Regions from separate parts of the Rattus norvegicus genome. Here region 1 is linked to region 2. A link is a contact called in public Hi-C data. All regions are on one chromosome and are shown on one strand. Each heading gives the region's core, a stretch centred on a gene start, on an enhancer-like site or on the middle of the called end of the contact. The rest is flanking DNA. Distances are from core to core; before and after follow the strand shown.

Region 1 (3,056 bases), core at 454-2,953, 260 kb before region 2:
AGAGGGGTGCCCTGGGAACCGCCAGCCCCTGCAGCCCCCTTGCTTTAGCACTCTCACAGATGGCTCCTGTGGGCGGGAGCTCTCAGTCCCACAGGTTTGCTGAGCTTCTCCTTGTTGTCGTCTCCCAGTGTTGTGTCCAATCTTTCTTTCTTTCTTTCTTTCTTTCTTTCTTTCTTTCTTTCTTTCTTTCTTTCTTCCTTCCTTCCTTCCTTCCTTCCTTCCTTCCTTTCTTTCTTTCTTTCTTTCTTTCTTTCTTTCTTTTCCATGACTGATGTTCTCTCCACGGTCCCCAATTCTTGATAGATTTCACATGCTCTTTCGGCAATATGGCTACGTGAAGTCACTTAGGTGTAGTTCCAATCGTCTCTGGTTCAGTGAGGTCTCAGAAGCTTGCTTCCCTGAAGGAAAGCTCTTCGTGTGGTCCGTATCTTTATCAGCTCCTAGCATGAACCTGGTGAATGAAGCATTTGGTGAAGTTCTTCAAAGACGGACATCCAAGCTCAGGATAGGAAGGCAGGAACATGTAGATATACACATGGCTGGAGAAGGGAACTCAAGGAAGTCCAGGTTTTCTGGCAGTCCGTGGTCTCCACAGTCTGTGAGAGGGATTGGTGGGGGAGGTCATCATGGCAGCAGCTGAGAAGTGCCCGGGCGGTAGCACGACTTGGGGTTCTTTAAGAATGTAAACCATGAACTGTCAGGCTCCGATCTGCCCTGCTCAAGTTCACTCAGTAGATGAGTGTTTGATCCCACTGGGGAAAACCTACTTCTGCATTCGGGGTTAGTATAATAAAGTAGGAACGTGGGCTTCTGGGCTTCAGTGCTGTCCACTCCCCACCCTCATCCCCATTAAAACACTGCATGCTGTCCATTTTCCTCCTGTGACTGTAAAACATTAAGCTAGCATCCCCACACCCTCTCTCTGAGTTACGAGCTCATTGTGCGTCCCAGGCCAGCCTTGAGTTCACCATCCTACTGTCAGCTTCCTGAGTCCCACAAGACTCATATTAGAAGCATGCCCCCCTCACACCTAGCTTCCACAGCAAGTCCTTTTTGAAAAAGAAAATATTTCTAATTAACTTTGACAATTTCACACATTCACATGTTAGCATTTTGTCTAAGCTCCACTCCACAGTTACCTAGCAACAGCCAGGTATGCCTGACTCACTATAAAAGGGGCTGCTTGCTTCCTCCTCGCTCTCTTGCTCTTGTCTTTCTGCTCCTGCTCTGTCCCCTCACCTCTTCCCCTCCCCTCTCCATTCCCTTCCTCCCTCTCTCCCCACATGTTCATGGCTGGCTTCGTCCTCCTCCTCCTCCTCCTCCTCCTCCTTCTTCCTCTCTCTCTCTCTCTCTCTCTCTCTCTCTCTCTCTCTCTCCCTGCCTTTCTTTCTCTGCCTCTATTACCCTCTCAACTCCCCTCTCCATGCCCTGAATAAATGCTATACTATACCGCTGTGAGGCTGGTCCCTCAGGGGGAAGGGATGTCTCAGCATGGGCCTACTGAGGCACCCACTTCCCCATACCTCACTAACACATCCACCAAAACATATCTCCCTTCTCTTTATCTTTTTACAGACACATCAGTATATATTTATACATATATGAATATACAGATGAGTACATTCAGGCTGTGTGTTTGTAGGCGATGCGGGCAAGGCCTATCCAAAGCTTCTGTGCTTGGCTATATCAGGAGAGGCTATGTCAGGGCACAAGAATGTGCCCCACCACGCCTGCCGCCTCTCCGGCATCCGGCACAGTCCCTGACCAGGCTAGCTAACCACCTCCCAAATGCTGGAATTGCAGGCACGCCCGCTACACCCAATCTGCGAGGTGCTGGGATCCAAGCCAGAGCTTTGTGAATGATAGGTAAACAACATGTCAAGAGGGAGAACTCCAGCCTTGCCTGCCACTCTTAGGCAAATTGCTTCATCTCTCAAAAGCTGTCTCTTTACCTGCAAAATGAAGCCGGTAGCATTCCCTATGCTGAGTGCTGTTCTCTTTGAATGAGACAGTGATGCTATTCACAGTGCCTGGTACACAGTGAGTATTCAGCTGCTGCAATGGCTTTTTACTCTGTTCACAAGTTTCAGTCTTCCTCAGGAAGTAATCTATGTCCTTCAATTGAGTATCTCAGAGCACTCTCCTGCTGGGCTTCTGACGACAACACTGGAAAGTACCCAGGAGCAAGAAGTAGGTCTTATACATCCAGAATTCCCTCAGGTACTGGGCTACTCTCTGTAATCCACTTCCGAGGACGCCTGGGCTAGGAAATGTGGACGCTCGCTCTCATCCTTGTGTGTGTTGTTAGTAAATGGCTTTGAAGGAAACAAAATAATCAGAAGAGTTTGATAGTTTATATAACGAGAAGAGATGTGTTTGCAGTCTTTCACACCGCCCCAACTAGGCTTCACATAAATATTTATACCGCTGAATCAAGGTGGCTGTGCGACAGATACTCTATCAGAGCCAACTTTGACTCTCATTTAGCAAATGTGAGGCACAGCTAAATGCTTGGACTGAAATCCATTCGTAGCATGATTTATTGTCATGGTGTCTTTTAAAACTAAAAATGGCATTGCAATTTCACAAGTTATGGTTGAAGTGAATTGGTGTATGACCCACAGGCGATCAGCCAATTATGGAATTTTAAGAAATACATCAACCCCATTAGATTTCAATTTTTTTGAGGATATTTGAGAGACTGCTTTTCACTCCTGACTCTTTCTCTTTAGAATTTATAAACACACACACACACACACACACACACACACACTCACACACTCACACACACACACACACGCCCCTTTTTGGATGAGGATGAGGTTATAACTAAATTACACTTTTTTAAAAAATCAGCTGAAAGTGGAACAGTGAATATATTTGTTTGTATGTTAGCTAGGGGGCGGGGAAAGAACCATCATGCTCCTGGATGCAAGCATGAAAACATGTATCTGAACAGCCTACACACTGCTACTTTGACTTTTGAGTTTAGTTTTTCGACAAGGTCTCATGTCGCTAGCCTAGATTGACCTCAAATTCACTATGTAGCCAAGGAT
Region 2 (3,148 bases), core at 633-3,132:
TTCCCTGCAGCAAGAGGTACCTGCTCTCTAAGAGACATGGGATGGCATCTCTGAGGCCATGGTTGGCCCAGGAAGAGTTGGGAAGATTTTCTCTGGTCTGAGAGGAAAATCGACGATGAGGGACAAGACCTGGAGGCACAAAAACCTGGGAGTGTTTGAGAAAACCAATTTGTCTTGAGAGCAATAAACTGGGAAGAACGGATAGGCCAGCATGTTAGAGCGGCCTTGGCCCTCCCAAACTTTATCTAAAGGTTCCAAGTGAAGACAAAGTATAAGGGAGACCTTGAGAAGAACCTTGCAGCAGTAGGAAAGATGTGGTGGGGAGACCTGGGGGTTGGAAGACCTACATCAAGGCTAAGGCCAGGGGTGCACCCAGAGGTGTCAGTGTATGATTCTGGTGAGAATCTTGACACTGAGACCAGTCACAGTTCCCTTCACAGAAAGAGTCCTTGGTTGTCAGAGTCAAGTTTTAGCTGGACTTAATAGCCAGGCAGAGCTAGTCTATCCAAGGTTCTGTGAAGATGAAATATCCAGCAGTAGGGGCTAGATCCCGTCTCCTGCCTCTCTGACAGTGCAAGTCAGTAGGTACAGGCAGGGGTCTCAAGGCCTGAAAGAAAACTAGTGTAGGAGTCACCTGCTGACTGTCTGTTCCCAGCCCCCACCAGTCATCCAGGGAGCCCAGAGCACTCACATCCAAGGGCCGGCTTCCCCCTATTTGTGAGGCCCCTTCACCTCTACCTGCCCTGCCTCAAACTAGTGGACCCCACCTTCTTAGTGACCCCAAAGATCAGCACAGCCCATTCTGTCCGGCTATTCCTGCCAGCCCCCCACCCAGGCCCACCCCAATCTTATCCTCCCCTGCTTCTCAAGAGTCCAGCCAACACAAATCCACATGTTTGTTTGTCTGCCTGTCTGCCTCTCCCAGTCTTGCCTCTCCCTGTCTCTTAAGTTTCTGGGGGTTTTGTTTTGTTTGTTTTTCCTTATAGTTTCTTTCTTGGGCCTCTGAGGTCTCAAACTCCCACTCCTGTACACCCAAATACCTAGCTCCTAGCTTTCTATCAGATGTAGGTAGTATAGAACTACAAACTCCAACATGCATGTCTGCCTAAGGTGCCCAAAATGTGCTGGTATGTATCTCCCTGCATTCTGGGAATTGTAGTTTTGCCTAGCCCACACTCAGTGTCCACTCCCCCACCCCCAAACTCTCCCCTGTAGGCCATCTGCCTCTGCCCTGGTGGCTAGGTCCACTGACCTGCTGCCCCAGGGAAACATGCGTCATTTGACAGGATTGGAGGTGGAGGCCTTGGATGGCAGCTTCCTGCCCCTTTGTATCCCCCCACTTGAGTCATGGGGTGTGGGGGTTTCAGGAAATTGAGATGAGAATGGGAAAATGCCCTAATACCAGGCAAAAGGACAAAATGTCACTGCATCCTTGCTGAACCTGTGTCCCCAAGCTTCCAAAGGACTCTGAGATAGAAGAGAGCAAGGGGTCCAGGATTAACCTAGAGATCTCTGTGGTCACAGGAATATGATATTCCATTGCTCTGGTACTGGCCCAGTGCACAAGGCCCTCCTACTGTGGCCCAACACCACCAAAGCATCTTTCCCGCCCTGCAGTAGCCCTCTAATGGACACCTGGGTTCTCACTTATCAGCTCTAGCCCTCATGGCGGAACCCAGGCGTCCGGCCCCCCACCCTCTGGGTCAGTGGGCATGAAGCCGAGGTTTTAGAGCCTCCCTGCCGGCCTTGTTCCTGTCCCATTGTGTGTGGGACAGGGGCGGGGCGAGGGCCAGCATCTGAGAGCCCCCTCCCACTACCCCCTCCCTGCTTCCTAAGGAAAAGGCCAGGACTCTTGTTGAGCAGTCAGCAGAGTGGAGGTGAGCTGGCATGGGCAACTTGAAGAGTGTGGGCCAGGAGCCTGGGCCACCCTGTGGCCTAGGGCTCGGGCTGGGCCTAGGGCTATGCGGCAAGCAGGGCCCAGCCTCACCGGCACCAGAGCCTAGCCAGGCACCAGTACCCCCGTCCCCAACCCGACCAGCACCAGACCACAGGTGAGGGGCACATGGCTGTGAGCAGGTAAGAGCTGTGATTAAAGGGGTGGTATGGAGGACTGAGGTCTAGTGCTGAGAAGAGCCAGGAGGACCAGGCTACTGGTGCCAAAACCTCCTAGTGAACAGACCAGAACGAGGCTGCATGGCTGAGAGAGGCCAGAGCAAGGCCATCAGGTACTAGGTAAGAGGAAACAAGAGGCCCTGCTACAGAACTGGGCCAGGGTTTCAGTGCTGCTCCTTGTCAAGAACTGTTCAACCTCAAACAAGTTACTTGACCTGAGCCTCTGTGTGGGTAAAACGTGGACTCAGTAGCACTCACCTCTTGGGTCTGTAAGTTTCTAGTTCATAGGAAGACTTTACAAACAGTAGTAATGGCGCCTTACCTGGAGAAGATGGGGACAGGGGAGGGGCACCCTAGGTGTGGGGTTTCATAGAGCAGGAGAGAGCTGGGGCCTGAGATCCAAACTCTTGGGGTGGGGGCTAAGGCAAAGCTGCTAGGTCCATTTCCTGCTTAAGGACTCCCTCCTCACCACCCTGAACTACAAACAGACCTGCAGTCCCAGCCCTCAAAACACTCGTCCCTGGGCCTGAGGTAGGTCCTTGAAGAGAAGAAAATAAAAAATTCCAGTGGGATGTCAGGCCAAGGGGCTCCTGCCAAGCCTGAGGGTCCATTGCTGCGGCTCAGGGACAGCAGGGCCCCAAGTCCCTCCCTTCCTCCTGTGCAGGCAGGCGTTTCTGGGAGGAAGTGATAAGGCCTCAAGCTTCCCTTCACACTAGGGCTGCTGTCAAGAGGGGTGTGAGTGGGGGCAAAATCAGAGCAGAGGAATCCATGCAGGGGGCTTCCCTCTGCCCAGGCCCCTACAGTACAGCCAGTGCCTACTCCGTTTCCAGGCGCCAAAACGACCCTTAAGATGGGGTAACACGAAGAATGGGGCTTAGGAGCCAGCGTGGTGACATATGACCATAATCCCAGCAGTTGAGGGGGAGGCAGGAGGATTCTAGCCAACCGTTGCTATACACAGCTTGAGACCAGAGGTTATTTCACTCCTGGTTCAGAAAACCAAACAGCCATGAGCATGGCACAAGCACCTGCTCTG

What was found. Hi-C and Micro-C count contacts between places; a contact is called where the count stands out from the background.
Region 1: a contact with region 2 is called in a Hi-C map of the A7r5 cell line, with 5 times the contacts expected there. The contact joins the enhancer-like site here to the promoter of Nos3 in region 2. A contact is called at or near these places in 2 of 12 Hi-C or Micro-C datasets (the A7r5 cell line and Schwann cells).

What each region holds. Positions count from the first base shown.
Region 1 is chr4:11,968,953-11,972,008 of GRCr8, reverse strand. No RefSeq gene overlaps it. Among named protein-coding and RNA genes, the nearest start is that of Klhl7, 23 kb to the right of the region's middle. Within about 2 kb of position 1,703, at least 27 of the 93 cell types and tissues checked have an H3K27ac peak or open chromatin away from gene starts, as enhancers often do. A contact at or near this core is called in the A7r5 cell line, where this site is marked.
Region 2 is chr4:11,705,315-11,708,462 of GRCr8, reverse strand. It overlaps Nos3 (nitric oxide synthase 3), which reads left to right and starts at 1,882. Exons shown (of 26, transcript NM_021838.2): 1 at 1,882-2,051. The coding sequence starts at 1,888.